Regions from separate parts of the Mus musculus genome. Here region 1 is linked to region 2. The links are chromatin contacts, called in public Hi-C maps. All regions are on one chromosome and are shown on one strand. Each heading gives the region's core, a stretch centred on a gene start, on an enhancer-like site or on the middle of the called end of the contact. The rest is flanking DNA. Distances are from core to core; before and after follow the strand shown. Region 1 overlaps Niban1 (niban apoptosis regulator 1). Region 2 has its middle 15 kb from the start of Gm36297.

Region 1 (2,885 bases), core at 3-2,502, 660 kb before region 2:
TCCTGGTTGCAGATTAGAAACACCGGAATAGGGCTAGAGTATGCTGAGAATTTCAGATATCACACACACACACACACACACACACACACACACACACACACACACACTCACTCACCTGGAGTGGGGTAGCACATTAGTAGTTTTTAAATTTTCCCCATGTGTTTCTCATCTGTAGCCAAAGTTTGCAGCCCTGACTCAACCATCAGATAATTACTAGTTAATGCTACCTTATCTTCCCAGACTCTTATTTTCTAAGGCGAGATAAAGCCAGCTTGAAGAACAGTGTGTGTCCTCTGTCAACCTGACTCCCGCCTCACTTTCCTGAGCTGAAGAGCACCATGGACACACCCACCAGCATGCATTTATCCTTCTCGCCCTCTCTCTTCCCTCCTTTCTTGCCTCAGCCTCTTCCTCAGCCTCACCCTCCCTGGACTCTGCTCCCACCTCTTGCATGTAGTTCTGAGTCCTCTGGACCACCAGGTCAACGTGAGGGAACCTGAAGCGGCTCTGGAGGTCCAGCAGGCGCTCTGGAAGCAGGGTGACTTTAGTATAGCAAGGCTCCATCTTCACAGAATCCAGAGGAAGCTTCATTAGCTGCTGTAGGCCCTGCATTTTGGTAGAGAAGAAAAGCAAACTGCCTTAGACTTAGGGATCTTTTCTCCATATGACATACTAGTGTTGTGAAACAATCAAGTGTACGCTATGAGTATTAATTACTGCTTGGACCACTTTATCCGAGGCATCTTCAATGTCTTCTTTCTGTGGTTCTCTGGGGCAGCTCAAGCCGGGGCTCCCAGCTCCTTAAGTCCTCAGTAGCCTGTAAGTCCCTGCTTCCTGAGGTCAAGGACCAGCTAGACAGGCTGTGAGAACTGCTGCTCAGTCCGTGAGCCTGCAAAAGGTTCTCCAAGGGGTAGAAACTTGTTTCATATTCTAAGCTTAGTTGCAAATGGTTTCGCACACTGTAAGCTTAGACAGGAGAATGGGTAAAGACAGGAAAAAAATTGCTGATAATGAAAGCTCTCAAGAGAAGCTGTGCACAAGGCAGGTAGGTGTGAGTGACACAGGACATATCTGTATCTGACATGAATCTGTCTGACATGTATCTGGCATGAATTTTCCAAGGGCCCATCCCATTGTGCTTGAAAAGGGGAAAGTATTCACTTTAAGAAGTAAGCAATGGAGAGGTCTGCTGAAGAGGAACTAAAGACTAAACAGGGAGAAAGGAAACATTGTTGCAGTTGCTTTCATCCTACAATTGTACATAGTATCACTTCCTTTTTCAAAGGTTTCTTTTTAATACTGAGTATCTCTGTGTGTTAAGAGTACAGCATGTGAATGTAGTACACATGAGGGCCAGAAGAGGGCGTTGGATCCCCTGAGGGGGAGGGGGTTGTTACAGTTGGTCCTGAGGCCCCTGACCTGGAGCTGGGAATCAAATTTGTGTCCTCTGGAAGAGCAGCAGGTAGACTTAACTGCTGAGCCAGGAATGTATTACTTAGAAATAATTCATTGAATAGGCAAGAGAGGAAAGCTTGCTTCACCTTCATCAGATTGTTGAGGTTTAAATAAGTGACAGCCACCATCACAGAGGGTAACATGGGGAGAAGGCTCCCTGCCACAAACAAATCAGTATAATGCAAAATTTAAAATTCCTTTAAACTTTAACTGAAACATATGTTAACATAGAAATATATCTTTTAACCTAGGACTCTATCCCACTGAAATAAAAGCATCAAGATGTAAGGACTGTGCGTGTATACACATACACATGTATCAATAATACAGTAAAATGTAGGTACGAGGTTATTTATTATGACTCTGCTCATGCTGTCAGCAATGTTAGGATGGCTGAATAAATCACAGCATTTCTAAACATGAAATATTATGCTGTCATTACACAAAGTGATTTAGAACTAGGACAGTTACCTTGGAGACAGTTTCATGAAATCATTGTGAGGAAGAAATCTGATAAACATCATGGTATATAAAATAACTATATTTTTCTAAAAGCAAGCAATGGAAGACAACAGCTGTGAAATGTGTGTGTTTTATATATCTCCTAAGAGAGGGAAAGCGCAGCATAGCACAAGCCAAATTGGTGATAATGGTTATTTGCGGAGAAGAGAGTGTTGCCAGAAAACAAAGAGGAAGAAAGGCAAGGTAAAAGACACATGTGTATACATACATACATACATACATACACACATACACAAGTGTCTGCATATGCATACACATAAATATACATGCCCTAAACCCCACACATACATACACATACATGCCCCAACCCCACACATACACAAACCACACATGCACACACCCCCATATAAACATGTGCACACACACATGAACACAGAGATGTAATAAGAAGCATCAAAACATTTATTAAATGATCTTGGTTTTGTACAATCATACATGTGAATATGCACATTAAGAAATGAGAGCCCAGCACCGGAGGGAAACTATGGCTTACCGCAATCTATCACATGTTTTATAATGAGCCCAAAGAGCTCATAACACACAGAAATGAAAAATGTTTAAGGGAATAGAATCGGTAATTCCTGGTGCGATCATTCTGCACCATCTGCATGTATAAACTGCTGAAACAGGCGTGTAGAAGCTGCTTTTGCTGAAATGGCATTGACCCCTCAGGTAGGTCCACGGGTACCTAAAGTAGGATGGAAGCTGGCATGTCTACCTTCCTTTAGTATCTGTCTGTCTCCTTTACTGTGGCTGAAGGCACAGAGGTAAGTCATTGTCCCAACTCTGCAGTCACTTTGTTGTCCTAGGAGGAGCAGAACCTCCCAGGATATATCCACATGTATGGGGGCAGTCGCCATTGCAGGCCAGGCTACACCAGAGCAGAAGAGCTCAGCCCATAGGAACCA
Region 2 (2,780 bases), core at 179-2,678:
GCATAACCAACAACCACAGATGTAAGGAAAAACAGTGTTCTCTTGCCTAGAGTAGTCTGCAAAGTGGCTGTGTTTGACCTTAACTAGAGTTGTTCTCGTGCTTAGGAGCTTTTGGGCTTCACATAGTCTAGGGAGAACTTAGTTGAAATGACAGAGACGCTGTTTTTTCTGGTTGTCCAGTAGGCTAATATACATGGTCATGGAAGTGGCAGAGGTAACAGTGAACGCACACAGAATCTTACAAGGTTTCTTGCTGCCTACGCATGGAACCAGCTCACTGCTATGTCTACTGAATTGCATTGAGCAAACTAATTAGTCGAGCAAACTAATTGCGTTGAGCAAACTACAAGGTGTCTTCCTGGTTTAGGGGTTTAAGAAATGGATTCTGCCTGGTCACTGAGAGGAAATGCGGCAGTGGGTTTGAACACAGAGGAGACAGGACCAGGAGCCTTCAGGTATGCTCTGTCATAGAATTGAAGAAAGACTTCAACATTCAAACTAGACCTCAGGCATTAAGGACTAAAATACTGTCCACAGAGGTTTGTGATTTCATTAGAGATGATGCAAAGAGAAGATGAAAAGGAACTAACATCCTAACCTTCATATAGACAAAATAATGTGATGTGGGGGAGTGGGGGCGGGCGGGCATGGATACCAAGCTGCTGTGGTGAAAGAAGAACTAAAGGAAAAAAAAAAAGATATATTAGAAATTACAAATACTGTAGGGTGAGAAAGTTTGTGGGAAACTTAGAAGATAAAATTGAGGCCTTTTTTTCCTCGTGAAAACACAGATAATAACAAGAAAGGGATATTAAAACAAGGTAATAGTCAATTCTGAACATCCTAGATCTGATTAATAAGAATCCTGAATAACCAATGGAAATCGCCAAAAGTAGGAGAAAATACAGACTCCACAGAGTTTGCCCAAAGAGAGCTGATTGGGGGGGGGGGCGGTGAGAGGGCGGAATTGGCATGTCCATTCCTGTCGGTCCTCTGGCTTTATGGAGTCACAGGGGAGGGAAGGGGGGCTGACAGACAGACAGACAGACAGACAGACTGACTGACTGACGATGGAGGGAAGGGGGGCCAACCCAGATACAGGTTCAGGATCACACGGGGCAGCTGGTGTTTCCCGTGATTTTATTGGAAAGTTGAGCGTGAGAAGAGGGAGTAAGGATGGGGATAGCTCGGGCACCATCTTAGTTTAATAAATGTGTTTAATTCAAACTTATTTTCAAAGTGGACAAAAGTGATATATTTGGTAACACCAGGAAGTGGACACAATGTAGCTGCTAAATGAGGCCCTCAAATGTTGACATGAGGGGAGTTCAATGTGACATGTTTAGTAGGAAGTGGGAGAGGGGAGGAAGCGAAAACAGACCAAAGTAAACATTAGCTCCAGATAAATGAAGAACAGCATATCCTCTGCAACGCCCGCCCCGCCCCGCTCCGCCCCTGCCCCCGCCCCCACCCCGTGAGAACAAGACAGTCAGCTCCTAAGGATCCTCTCACATTTCTATTGTTATTGAGTGCGGGTTTTGCTTTGGCACCTTCTGACGTCTTTTATTCCTGTTTGTTGGCCAAATCCTAGATAAATGTTTCAAGTTCCCACTGTCAGATCTCTTCAGCGTTGAGGATGACTGTTAAGACTTCATTTGAGACAATGCCTCACAGAGTTTCAAATTAGGTTGTGTTTAAAGCTTTAGAAGTTAGTCATTGATTGAGAGGCTGAACTCCTTCACTGTCTCTCTGCTTCACTCTTATTATTTAGGCTGCTTCCCACTTGAAATCAGGTACCTCGACAGTGCTCCACCAAAGTGCTCAGTGGGAAGGGATGGTGGCAGGGAACTCTGGGGACATAACTGGATGTGCTGTCAACTAATACGAAATCTTGGTTTAAGGAGACGTTGAAGCAAGTGGCGTCTGTTTCCCTCTCCTTCAACAAAAGAGAGGGGAAAACAAAACAAAACAAAAACAAAAACAAAAAACAAAAACAAAGATCGATTTCGAAATTTAAGCAGAACTAACTCTGGCTTTAGTCATGAAACTCCGGAATTGTCGTTTGAAGGGGGAAGTGCAGTTCATGTTTGATTTATTGGAACTTAGGCTGCTGGGTGTTTGACTTATTGGAACTTAGGCTGCTGGGCTTTGTTAAAGAAAGTGTGTCATCATGAAACTAACATCAGAAACCTGCAAACAAGACTGACTTGGGTATACATTGCAGTATATAATTATATAGGTACCTTGGCTCTATCTTAGAGGTCTGTTGTAAATAGTGTAAAAGACCCCTCCCAGCCCAGAATGCAGCCAGTGCCCAATGAGTTCACACCCATCACCATGAGAAAGCTGGTACAGATATGAGGCGACGTGGCTAGTACACCCAGTGCCTGCTCTCACGGCTCAGTTTCCAGTATGTGAAAGGAGAGCTTAAGATTTATCTCCTCCACATCTTTTAATCTTCGGAAAATCAATTATGAATGCAGGCTCTCTGAATCCTTTCTGCTTTGACGGGATAAACAGTTTTATTTTCTACCATGTATGTTTCAAAATCTCGAAGTGACAATCTCATTCATCACTGTAAAGCACCTCTATTCCTGGGATTAGTCCCTGTCATAGAGGTCTCAAATGGTGTTCATTTCATCAAGTATTTACAATGTAAATTCATAATTGAATAAGACAGACATACGTGTGTTTGAAGACTTATAAAGTACACAACATGGGAAGCCGGGGACTCTGACAGAGGAGGAATCTTTGCTTGTCCTTGGATTTCCCAAACCAAT

Evidence for each region. Hi-C and Micro-C count contacts between places; a contact is called where the count stands out from the background.
Region 1: a Hi-C map of the G1E-ER4 cell line shows a contact between it and region 2, with 6 times the contacts expected there. The contact joins two enhancer-like sites. A contact is called at or near these places in 1 of 39 promoter capture datasets (the C10 cell line), 2 of 15 datasets of contacts at CTCF or cohesin (embryonic stem cells and pro-B cells), 18 of 484 Hi-C or Micro-C datasets (the Ba/F3 cell line, CD4 T cells, the G1E-ER4 cell line and 10 more) and 1 of 9 other capture datasets (embryonic stem cells).

Annotation. Positions count from the first base shown.
Region 1 is chr1:151,701,423-151,704,307 of GRCm38.p6, reverse strand. It overlaps Niban1 (niban apoptosis regulator 1), which reads right to left. Exons shown (of 14, transcript NM_022018.3): 10 at 445-606. Among named protein-coding and RNA genes, the nearest start is that of Gm41969, 34 kb to the left of the region's middle. Within about 2 kb of position 1,252, at least 16 of the 459 cell types and tissues checked have an H3K27ac peak or open chromatin away from gene starts, as enhancers often do. A contact at or near this core is called in the G1E-ER4 cell line, where this site is marked.
Region 2 is chr1:151,039,794-151,042,573 of GRCm38.p6, reverse strand. No RefSeq gene overlaps it. Among named protein-coding and RNA genes, the nearest start is that of Gm36297, 15 kb to the left of the region's middle. Within about 2 kb of position 1,428, at least 24 of the 459 cell types and tissues checked have an H3K27ac peak or open chromatin away from gene starts, as enhancers often do. A contact at or near this core is called in the G1E-ER4 cell line, where this site is marked.